Linked DNA regions of Nothobranchius furzeri: region 1 is linked to region 2. The links are chromatin contacts, called in public Hi-C maps. All regions are on one chromosome and are shown on one strand. Each heading gives the region's core, a stretch centred on a gene start, on an enhancer-like site or on the middle of the called end of the contact. The rest is flanking DNA. Distances are from core to core; before and after follow the strand shown.

Region 1 (6,305 bases), core at 1,596-4,095, 190 kb before region 2:
CAGGGGGGCGCACTGCTGCGGCTGGTGGCGCTCATCCATGGGCAGCTTGCACACGGGATTGTGGGCCACCAGCATGAACTCCAGCTTGTCTTTCTCCTTCTGGAGGCTCTCGATCTCCTTCTGCAGGTCCGCCTTCTCCTCCTCCAGCTTCTCCGTCTCCTGTTGGGTAAAAACAACACGTGAGCTCGAGGGGCGCTCGGGAAGAGAGCAGTCTGTAAAAAACTAGAAATCAGCCAAATCTGGAATAAAAAGCACAAAAAAAGAAAATAAAGATGAATTAAAAACAAACAGAACGTAAACAATGCAGAAATTTTAAAGAGATTTTTAAATCTAAAGACTAGAATGGTGCCTCAGATCGTAACGTCTCATAAAACAAGTGATTTCTATGTTTTAATAAGAAAATCTTCATTTTTGTTATACAGAAATTTTACATTTATTCGTTTTTAACCCGATTTCTTCGTCCACGAGGCTGATTATTAAACTTTTCTGCATTTTTAAAAGAAATCTTTCTGAGTTTTATTCATCAGCTTTCCTGCATTAAAGCTCGTTTAGATAAACGGACTAAGACGTGTTCTGAAGGCTCTCCAGAACATCGAAGATGTTTTCTCCTCTGTGACTCATTCTGCGTGTTTCAGAGGCGTTCTAGCTCCAGATTTCAACACTTTTATAAAAAATGAGATGAATAATCTGCTGCCGCCAGTTTTTATTTGAACTTTTTGTTTTTAAATCTGATGAAACGAGCAGCAGACTGTCTGCGACTCCCCAGAGATCCCACAGAGGGCAGGGTTTGCTGGCGTCTCACCCCGCCCAGCATGTCACCCTGCAGCCCGAGTTTGCCGGATGACTGTTTGTGTGTTGGAGGAGGAATTAGATGCACTTCTGCAGCGCGTCGTCCAATCAAGTGAGATAAAGCCGACGTGCTGTCTGAGAACTTTGACTCAAGGGCAAAGGTACGAGGAAGTTGTTCAACAGGAGCAAAGAGGTGTGACGTAAGCGTCGACTGGGATCAGTCCAGGGAAAAGTAAACACTGAAGCCGAGTTTCTCCTGAAATTTCTGCTCCTCTTCCGGATTTTGATGTTAGGAAGGATGGAAGTGGAGATCTTAGACGCAGAGCGTCTCCACCAGCGGCGTCCTCCTTCACGAAACACCCTGTTTTCATGCAGACGGCTGCCTACAGCACATTCCGTTCCAGTTTTTTTGTTCTTTATGACCAGACAAGCTCAAACCTCACAGTAATTCCACTAATTAGCCCATTTAGATGCCTTTGCTGTCTGTGAGCCGTGAGACAGCCCGACCTCTGTCTGCAGCTGGCCGAGACAAAAAGCTTTTCAGCACCTGTCAGCTCCTCGCTCAGACCTCGCACTTAAGAGTCAAACCGGGTTGTAAAAGCAAGAGTGGAGCTCAGACTTTCAGCACAAATCTGCCTTTTGAGCCTCGTGTTGCTTAAATTCAGCTCGTTCTGTTAGGAAATGACTGAACGTGGTGTAGAAGACAGAAAGGTTCTGGTTCCAGGTTCTAAACTCACCCCTTGCAGCATTTCTGTCAGCTCTCGCCGGCGGTTGCGGCATTTGGCTGCGGCCAACTTGTTCCTCTCACGCCTCACTCGTCTCTTCTCCTCTTCCTCTGGGGAGAGCTGCGCAGAACAACAGAGGCGTTATTTTAAATAAGACGTCTGACATCCGTGTGAAAACTTTCGGGCGTCTCTCACCTGCTCGTCCCTTTTGCGGCGACCTCTGGCGTCGCCGATGGAGCGGATGACCCCGGGCCGAGCCAGGGCGTTGTGGGCCAGCAGCCCCGGCCCGTTGGTCAGGTGATGGCTGTACGGATGCGAGCGGGAGTAGGGGTTGGACATGGAGGTGATGACGGTCGGCTGCACCATCCACTGCAGGTCTTGGCTGGTTGTGATTGCATTTATCGTTGGGATGAAGGCACTGTTGGAGCCGGGCATGTCAACCCTGTACTTCTGCAAGAACAGACACAAGCAGCTGATGAGAAACAGGAAAAAGGGGGCGTGGATGCACAGTGGAGGGGGGAATGATCCAAAACTGGGGAACTGGTGAGCAGCTAAAGGACGCTATTTAATCCCATAAGCATCTTAGTGTCTGTGTAGCTCACAGCTCAAACTCAGTGTCACCTCCACCGCCACCCACCATTACCACATTCACACATTTCCCACATTTTATAGTAATGATTCAATCGTCATGGACTGGAACCCCTGGAGAGGGACAATGACACATGCTGTGAATCATGTGGGAAAGCCCAAGGTGTCCACTTCATCTCATTTCACTACAACAGGCCCGGAACCAGTGGCCTGGACTGGAGAACCTCTCCTTTCAACCCAAATCTGTACCCTTCTGCTCACTTTTGACTTTTCTAAAGAACATATGTGAAACTTTCCCTACAGTCAGGTTAAACTGTGGTTTATAGTTGATCTGAGGCTAAATTAAATGAATAAACTTTGTGTTTTGAGCACAATCAAACACACGCACGTTCCAAATGTACGCACGTCCTTGCGCGTAATTCCCGACTTTCCGTCGGATATCCCGGCGGTCTGCTGGAACTTTGTTTATCTGGTGACTCATTGTGTTCAGGATTCGTTCAGCACGTGAATCTCTCTCGGTTCCAATCATGAGGAGGCGGCCGCGAGCTGGGACAGTTAATGGATATGAGGAGCAGAAGAATTACCCAAACGCGTTCTGGAGAAGGATCTGGGAGTTGTGAATATTCCTAAACACTTTGAGCGTGATAGCATTCCTGCAGGTGTAATAAAGTGTTGTTTCGGGATGGGGGGTGTCCTGTTCCGGCGCGCAGTCATGAGCTCTGAGTGAATGATTACACAGAACCGAAGGTTCGGGCCAAAAGTCGTTTACAGTAATGCAGCGCGCGCCTGACGCGTTTCCAGAGAATGTACCAAGACTGGGGCGTGGGGAAACGGCATGTTCCCGGATTCAGATCCTACTTTTGGGAATAAACACTCGTCACGTTCCAACACTCCCTGTGAAGTGGAGGGTTTGGTTCACCAAGCTGGCATTTCCTCAGTAAGGAAGTGTGGGCTTTTGATGGCGCTGTTGTGGGTCTAAGCGCGCGCTTCCCGCTGGAGGAAATGTGCCATGCACGGCCCGAGAGCTGTCTGGTCGAATCAGACCATCCATCCAGCCCGTGACCGGATGTTTCAGCATCAATAACGTAAACATATCCGCCAGCTTTCGTTTGAGCCCACTGCTGGTCTGGGCTGATCCCGCCTGTTGCTTCCAGGCTGAGCTGCGTCTCCTGCTTGGTACAGCCCGTGAGGTGTGGAGGTGAATTATCTTCAGGATGTTTATCCTTGCACGCAAGACTAAAATGGTCGCAATCGAAAAAAGAGCACGAATGTGCCGCAAACGCACCAGAGCGACAGAAACATTCTCACATCTGGATATCAGATGCACAGAATTTCATGTTGCGTTTTTTTCTGCACAGATTTGCGAACAAAACACACAAACGGATGCATTTGACCAACAACCCGTTTGATTCTTGTGGATAAATGGTTCATTTGGGTGCGTAAAATCCACATTTTTCGTCACTTCCACGCGCATCGGCGACATTTTCCACATCAGCCACACAAACAAGCTGTGTGACAGAAACTCAACGTGAAATCCGAGCATAAATGAACTCCCTATGTTGGGAAGTGGCGAGCCACTGAAACACAATTTAAACACATTTCCCAAGAGGCTGCGCACCTAGAGCAGCCATGTTTGCGTTACCTGGTAGTTTGAGGTAGAGATCGGACTTCCGATCGTGCTGCTGCCGCTTGTGAAGGACTCTGGCTGGGCCGGAGAGGTGCTGCTGCCGCGGGAGGAGGTGTCGTAGTTTCCGGAGTAGTCCTGGTACATGATCCGGGACGGAGGAAGGTTTCCGTAGACCGCTTGAGCTCTGGAGCCTTTTCTGTTTTAAATCGTGAAATTCCTCGCAACGAAAAGGCACCAACGAGAAAATTCCTTTGATTTCAGACGTTTTTAATTAAAATATCCAAGAAGAAATAAGAAAGATTGGTGGAAAAGTGCAATTCTGCCCTAAAACATGATGATGTACGTTACGAGTTGTGTTTTGTAGCAGCCCTGTGCGTAAAGACGTTGTGCTTTTATGGTTCTGATCCCAGACGGCACTAGTAAAGATCGTCTCTGGTGCGCAAACTTGAAGTTAGGGTCAGCAGCGCACCTTCGGATCCAGAAGTCAGAGTGACTCACGCAGGTGATCGCTGGCTTTAAAAACTCGAGTCTGTTTTGAATCGTTTGAATATTTTCCGCCGCTTTCCCGTCTTCTCGAACTCCGAGACCTCTGCTGCTCACGGAACACTTCGAACTTTTTTTCTTTCCCTTTTCACCCCACTTCCTAGAGATGACTCACTTCAATGGCACTATGAAGAAGCGCGACAGCTTTTCAACGACAACGAAACGCCGACGTCACGCCTGGGCGTTGCTACTTCCAGCCGGGGAGGGGTCGCTGCTGCTGCGAGCGCAGAGATCCGCCGCGACCGGCTCCTCTCCCGGCGGACAGCGGAGACTCAACACGAATCCAGATTCGCATTGAAAGCAAAGTAAACGCGTCTGCATTTGTTTTGCTGTTTAAAGCTGGGACATATGTGCGCGCGCTAAAGCTCGCCATTTTTGTCTGACTTTCTTCGGTCCATTGACGCATGTTTCCTAAAATGGGCAGTTGCGTCAGAGCGCGCGTGTGGGTTTCCTTGGTAAAGAGGTAGCGTCAGATTCTGGAGGGATTCCCTCCCCTCTCGCGCTGAGCTCCGGCCTCGGAGCTCTCAGGTCCGGTTTCGGTTTTTTTATCAGCGGAAAATTAAAACACAAAAACAAAGAAGCATAAAAATGATTTCCTTCCGTGCATGAATCCTGATACAAGAGCTCGGACACGCAGTGTTTGCGCACACTTGAGTTTTTTGTGTTATTTGGCACCGACGCGTTGTGCGTAATTTGGAGATTTGGCACATATCGCCGCGCACGGTCAGGCCTAACGACTGGGTCAGCACAGAACAGCGAGGAGGCGTCAGAAGGAATGTGTGAAATGTGGGCTAATTGTAATTCGGACGCACCTCATGAAAACAAGGGCACGGCGCCCAGAAAGTGACACGTTAGGCGAAATAAAACGTCCTATTAGGTGTAATCCAATCCGCCACGGCTCCATTTTTAATCTGCATCGCTGCAACTGGCTGAGCGGAGCTACTGGAGCTGTTCTCTGTGCGCGTCTTTGCTAGAAAGAGAGGCTCAAACCAAAGTTTCATTTGGTGAGTTGCGTCTGCAGGGGGGTCTGAGTGACCGCTCACTGTGGCGCGTGCCCAAAGCGCCTCAGACCTTGCAGGGTTCCTGCACGAGTCCCACTTGACTCCGTTGAACTCGGAGCTCTTTCGCTGTTTCAGAACCAGAAATCACTCAGATGTGTATGAAATCTTTATTTGAGTGATACTAATGTATGATTAGTGTTTATTATCTGCCAGCGGCGCAGCTTTGCAGCATGACTGCTGTTGCTACGCGACGCAGCTTCTGCTAAAGTGCTTGGGGAAATCTAATCAGCCACAGTCCTATAATTAATGCCATAATATGATCCGAGTTGCTCCCTTCTGCGCCAGTTTGCGTAAAACACGGCTTGACAGTGTGACGTGCTCCGACGAGAGTTCGATTCTCACGTTTACATCCGAGAAGGAATCAAACGGACAAAAGCTTAAAAACACCCAGAGGGTAAACAAAAAGCTGCTCTGGTCCAAAGGGTCACGGTCGGGTCAGGTGGGCGAAAAAAGGCGCAAGGGTCAGTTTGTGCGCAGCTCGTGCGCCACTGACGCGTCCACCTACGATAACCACACATCACATGGGTCAGGCGCGCACATGTTATCCAGGAATTATGTCCCCTCACACGCACGCGCGGGAGACTTACCTGGCCTTGGCGTCAGGTGCTCGTGACGCAAAAAGGCTCGTGCCAAATCAGTTTAGTTCAAGTCCATGGATGCAGACAGCACTGAGAGTAGAAACAAGCAGCGCGAGGCTGGTTTTCTGTCACAGATCAGATGGTTATGGGTAAAAAAAATCATTTAAATAAATTAGCATGAGCTTGTTTTTAACTTCAGGGACATAAATGTCCCCAAGTTGAGTTTTTGACACCAAACATGCAAAATCAAACCCAGAAAGTATAGATTTCATAAACCTTCTGCTATTCTGCTGAATCCTTACAGATTGTATAAAGAGAGACCCATTATTAAATTATGATTAAAGGAATTCTTTCTTTTTGCTTTTTGGTTTCAGCAATAAGGGTAAATAACCCG
Region 2 (6,152 bases), core at 828-3,327:
ACAAAATGTTGCATAACATTTATTGAGTCGTGTCAAGGTGCTGTAGGAGAGTGCACTAGCACCGTGTCCTCAGAGAGATTAGTTATCAACGTGAGGAACTTATTTCTACCTGATTTATAAACTATTTATTTACAAGTCCATCAGTTAATGTAATAATTGTCCCAACCACAGCTGCACCCCCCACCCACCAACCCGGTCTCACAGCAATCGTGGGCAAGCTGCACGTGTGTTTAGCACGCCGCACGCGCACATTTAGCCGTTTTTAGTGGCTCAGGAGCCCGCAGGTACGGTGTGTGTGTCACTCACTCTGGTTACCCCAACAGGGAGCCGGCTCCGAGAGCTTTTTCTTTAGCGACTGACACATCACTACATCATTCCCTTTCCTAATGTCCTGAAGAACGGTCCGGAGCGCAGGCGGAGTGTTTAGCTAACCTGCAGCAGGAAATGTCGTCGACAGTTATCCAGAAAGTAGCTAAGGGTTACCAGAGATGTTTCTGAGGTGTTCGCTAGGTACTTTTAAGATTTAAAAAGCCAAGAAGGGGGTCTGAAAAGCTGCTAGAAATAGCGTCAAAGTCGCTAAGTTGGCAACGGAGCGCTTCATTTGTAACTCAGGGCAGCTCAAGTGGGAGGAGCAAATAATCGGCTTGTTTTATTTTTATAATCGTTCAAAACATTTCATTCGGAATATATTTCTATGTCGATGTTCAGAATATGACACCTGATAGTCTGAAAAAAATAATACCTAATTTGGAAAAAATAATACCTCTGAGACCAAATTTAACACTTTTAATGGCCTTAAATTTGACTATTTTTATTTATCACTTTTTAATACTTTTTAAAACCCCGCGGACACCCTGTAGAAGCACTGAGTTTGTTGCATTAACCTTCATGACTGTAATTATGAGATGATTAAGATCATGTTTCACAGACAGAATTAAATAATCATGATTTTCAGCTGAGTGAAATACAATAAAACGAGTTTAACAACTGGAATTGTCTCCATGACAAAATACAGTTCCTGTTGGAATGCGTAATTCTAAAAACGGCACAAGCTTTTGGCAATTTTAATCGAAAATTGATTATAAATTATGGTATTTTGTAAGTCTGTCAAACTTCACGACAAAAGAAATGTTTTTCTGATTTATAATTTACTATTTTTATTCATGAAAGTCAGAACTCAGGTCTCAAAATCCTAAACTGCTCTTCGTTGCTAACACAGCTTCATTAGAAACAGTTCAGGCTCGTGTGCAAATTACTTCACTATACTACAGCTTGATAGTTTTAGTTTTTTTAGTGGGGGCCGTGTAAAAAAGTAATTATGTTTCAAGATATATAAGATACCTTGTCTTAATTTCCCTCAATGCATGTTTGCCTGTTATACGTTTTTAAATGCGGTTAGGGGCTAATAGAGTGAAATAATTGCTAGTGAGGAGTTGGTGCATTGGCACAGAAACACCTGAGTCTAGTCTTCTGACTGTATTTTAAAAACGAGTTGTGTTCAGCTCTTATTATTTTAATCTCACCAAACGGATCGTGTTTACGTAGCACCAGTTTTTCTTTCAGTCGATTCCTCTTGGTGTTGAAAAAGTATCCTGTCCCAGCAGCACTGACCATCTGCACCAGGATGGTCCTGGGGGAGGAAGAACGTTAGTGACCATTTCACAACGATCCAACTGAAATTTATTCAGACGCTTCACTTACTTAGATTTGGCTTTTGCCACTGAAAGAGAGAAGATAACACGTTACAAAGCAGTCAGACTCAAATGCTGCAATTGTTTTATTGACTATCAACCTCCCACGCATGTTGGAAAGCAAAGGAGCGAAGCGAGAGTAGCTAGCCACAAGCTACAATCCAGCTAAAGCAGCGCGACTAGTTTTATTAAACACACAGAACCGACTATGTTAGCGGATACTCTAAAGTATTCGTTAAGTGCCTTGGATACTCACAATTTACGGTTGTAAGAAACATTTTGTAGGTTTCTACTTGTTTTCGAATAAAGCTATAAAACGCAAAACGAACGGGTCACATTGAAAATTTGTTTTTCCAGGTCAAATAAAAGTACTTCCGGTTTTTCTTAAAGGCGCAGCGTACCAGAAACGTTTGTATTAAATATGGCGCGAACATTATTTTTTTATGATTTAGTCTTGTTCAGTACTCCAGGCTTTCAATATATATTTAAAAGTGCACAGTTTATAAATTTAATGGATTTTCTCTTATTTTCTGACCAGATCATCAGAATGATGTGCAAATTAATCAAATGGCCGAAGTTGCCAAGTGGAAGTGAAAATAGGAGGTGGCAGGCAGAAAAAGCATGCATGCAATAGATGGACAGGGTCTAAAAACATTTATATTCAAAAGCAGAAAAATAATTTAAAGATCTGACAAAAGGGATTAAAGAATAATCATCTTTTCGCTGATTAATTAGATATTATTTTAACCTTCATGTTTAATTTTTTTCATCACTTTTGATTTCTTTGTATTTTCAATTTTCTTCAAGCTGATTTAAATCCAATTTTAAACATGTGACATGTGTAAAAACAAAATATGAGAAAATTAGAGAAGCATCGGGTCTTTTTTTATTTTATTTTATTTTATTTTATTTTGATCATTTAAAAGATTTTTTTTCACATTATTTAGCTTTTCCTGCCCTAGTAATTCACAAAAAATTCTATTCATCTTTGTTGTGTTTTCGTAACAATTACTAAGTTTTTTTAAAGATGGTGGCTGAAACACAAAAAGTTGCTGGAAATTTTAATAAAAGGCAACAGAATTCTTTACACAGCCAATCACAAAAATGCCAAGCTCAAAGACTCTTGCATCAGAAGCATCTCTTTTTTGCGCAAACATGGCTTTCTGTTCTATAAAGAGGAACTGATCTTTAGTTCTTTATTTTATTTATTCTTTCTCTGAAATTTAACAGCAGCTGTCAGAAGAGCAAATTACAAGCATGTCTAACAATCGGGCCGCCAAACTAGAAGCTAGAAAGATAAAAATCCTCCAATGGATTTCCTTGCAGTCAAACAAACAGAAAGCAATGAAAGCCACCGTGGAAAATCCAAGTGATGCTCGTTGTCGGTCGCCCTGTCTGCAGCCTTGAGCAAGCGACTCCGATTCCATTATTGGGCTGTAAGGAAACAGACAAAGTCGACTCTGGAATGTCCCAAACCTTGGCTAAAAGAATGTCTCTCAAAGAAGATCAGTGGGTCTGAAACTAGTAATGTCACCATGGAAATCCCCTCAAGTCCTCACAAAACAGAAACTCAATATCCTTCTTGTGGCCACACTGAAACGTTGGTGGAACAAGAGTTTTAACCTGCTCTAAAGCGTTTCACCATGACTAATACAATGGTGGTATTTTCACCAGGTTCATGTTTGTCCTCTTTGTGACCTTTGTGTGACCTCGACAGAATAACTTGTTTTTTGTCCTCAGAGGAAATTGTTCCAAAAGCCAAAAAGAGTCTGAATAGTTTTCTGCAAACATGATATTCCCACCAATTCTTTGTGATTGCCATTTACTTCCTTCAGATAATCTCTCATAGAAGGAAAAGTGAGACTTTCTTCTTCATGTTTTCTGTTTTTGTTTCCAGACGTTTTAAGTTTTGGTTCAACTTTGAGAAGCACAGTCAGCGGCTCCTCTGGGTAAAAAACACATTGGTGTTACTTTCAGCGGATATCAAAATGTTTATTCAAACAGAAAATACAAAGAAAAAGAGGAAAAATGTGGCAGCTAATTCAAAATGGCCATAAGATCAGTGGTTTCAAACACCTACTGGGGGGTCTAGAGAAGATCTCAAAGTTTTTAAATAATAATTAAAATATTTTGGTCACACTTTTTTTTACAATAAGATCAATATAATAAAGAGTTAATGTTGTTGCGGATTTATTTGTTTTTGACATTTGTATCCGTTCGTCCGTCGGGTCAGATCATGGAGACGACAAGTCCAGTAGGGAAGCCCCGAGAGTCCATCCCACTCTCTAGTTCCTTCTAGGATCCCAAGGTGTGTGAGATTACTACGCCCCTGGAGTGACTTCTGAGTTCACTTGAAGGACTCCTCCCACTGGGGTTGCCCGTGAAACCCCTAGATAGGTGACATGGAGGCATCCCTTTTAACATGAACCACCTCAGCTGACTCCTTTTGAGGAGACGCAGCAGCAGCTCTAGTCTGACCTCCTCACCTCAGCACCCTAAGAGGAAGCTCGTTTCATGGGCCCAAGTTCTTCTCCTTTAGGGTCATGATCCATGTCTGGTAAACGGTAAATGGCCTGTATTTGTATTACCGTTACACATTCTTAGGGTTCTACAACCCCCCAAGGTGCTTTAAAATACAATCAGTCATCCACCTATTCACACGCTGGTGATGATGAGCTACGATAGCCACCGCTGCCCTGGGGCGCACTGGCAGAGGCGAGCCTGCCGAGCACCGGTGCCAGGGTGGGTGAAGTGTCTTGCCCAAGGACACATGAGCAGCATTCTCTGGCAGGAGAACTGACCCTACAACCCTCCGGCTGCTGGACAACAATCTCTGCCTCCTGAGCCACCGTAAGAAACTGTCAGAGGTGGAAAGAATACTGAAATGTCCTACTTAAGTACGAGTACCAATACTTTGACAATATTTTACTCAAGTACAAGTAAAAGTACTTGCCTAAATTTTTACTCAAGTAAAAGTAAAAAACATCGTACATAAAATGTACTCAAAGTAAAAGTTACTTAGTTACATTTTTGTCGGCGTAAGGATGGCTACATCTAAGTAGTGCAAAATCACAACGCCAGTTTACAATTCGCTCGTGTGCGCAAAACGCTGAGAATCCGCTAGTTATGAGCGCTAAACGCATGGACGTAATTTTGGGGGGGGACAGGGGGGACATGTCCCCCCCCCCACTTTTTCCAAAGTCAAGTTTTGACCCCTGCACGTTTTACCATCCAAAAACAATTTTACGCTATATTAAATTGACACTGGTTGAGCTCTAGGACCAAGCGGAAAACAATTGTTTGTGTTGAAGCCTGTCTCCCATTAGAGCATACTGTAAAGACCCCCGTGCCCCCCCCCCCCCCCCCCCCCACTTCTAAAGTGAAAATTACGTCCATGGCTAAACGTTATTTTGCCGCTGCTGTGCGGAGCGGTTGGGGAATCACATTTCAAACACGGAACCGAGTCCGGCTACCGAACCGAGCAGAATTTTGATGATGTAACACCGGAGCGCGAATGTGCGGGTTTCAACCCACAGGAGAGGAGGGAGAGAGGAGGTAAACAGCGAGTGGATCACAGGGACTGAACTGATGTTTCTGGGCAAGACAGTGGTAAAAATGGCTGCTTGTCCTCATTATCTAAAGTGTATCCCCCCCCCCCCCCCCCCACACACACACACACACGGTTTAGACGCGGCGCTCATGCAGATGTCTCTTTCTGTTCCGACACACAATATTTTTAATTTATTAAGCCTACAATTTGTTTTTACTCAGTAATGGATATGATTTAAAATGTAGCGAATCACAATTCTTTAAAAAAAAAACTTACTCAAGTAAAAGTACAGATTTTAAAAACGACTTTAAAAGTATAAATACACAAAAAAGCTACTCAATTACAGTAACTTGAGTAAATGTAATTCGTTACTTTCCACCTCTGGAAACAGTCTGTCAAAGACAAATGTTGCTGTGAGGTCGCTGCCCTAGCTTCAACACCCAGATTCAACATTTTTCAGCGGCTGCAGCAGATTCCCGAGCGATAAACAGGAGGATGATGGTGAATCACAACACTAAACCCGTCCTTGTTTTCCTTTACAGGTGTCCTCGTAACATCACCCCAACTGCTGCACCATCTCTCTTTAATTAGCATCTTTATATGTTTATGCCATCTTGTTGTAAAATCAGCCCAAAACATTTCCATGAATGATGAGTTTTTGAAGCACTTCCACTTCCCATTTACAGAAAAAAAAAAACCGTAAGAAGGATCAATTCACAAATCAATGAAATGATGGCGCTGTTGTCAGATAATGTGAAGGTCAATGAGCATCTTTCCTGGAAGAATCTTCACACGCGACCTTGTTTAATTCTTTCTGCAACTGAATTTCCAACATGTTTGATGAGTTGCTGTAATTTCCCTTAAAGGTCACGAAGCTACATTCTGTCTTTTCTGTCGGTGTAATTTTCTCC

Evidence for each region. Hi-C and Micro-C count contacts between places; a contact is called where the count stands out from the background.
Region 1: a Hi-C map of skeletal muscle shows a contact between it and region 2, with 2.7 times the contacts expected there. The contact joins the enhancer-like site here to the promoter of mrpl33 in region 2. A contact is called at or near these places in 2 of 2 Hi-C or Micro-C datasets (skeletal muscle and tail fin).

What each region holds. Positions count from the first base shown.
Region 1 is chr18:42,818,286-42,824,590 of NfurGRZ-RIMD1, reverse strand. It overlaps fosl2 (FOS like 2, AP-1 transcription factor subunit), which reads right to left and starts at 6,158. Exons shown (of 4, transcript XM_015975419.3): 1 at 3,745-6,158; 2 at 1,710-1,964; 3 at 1,527-1,634; 4 at 1-159. The coding sequence starts at 3,873. Within about 2 kb of position 2,845, at least 1 of the 3 cell types and tissues checked has an H3K27ac peak or open chromatin away from gene starts, as enhancers often do. A contact at or near this core is called in tail fin, where this site is marked.
Region 2 is chr18:42,630,816-42,636,967 of NfurGRZ-RIMD1, reverse strand. It overlaps mrpl33 (mitochondrial ribosomal protein L33), which reads right to left and starts at 2,077. Exons shown (of 4, transcript XM_015975433.3): 1 at 1,948-2,077; 2 at 1,702-1,720; 3 at 1,524-1,630. The coding sequence starts at 1,969.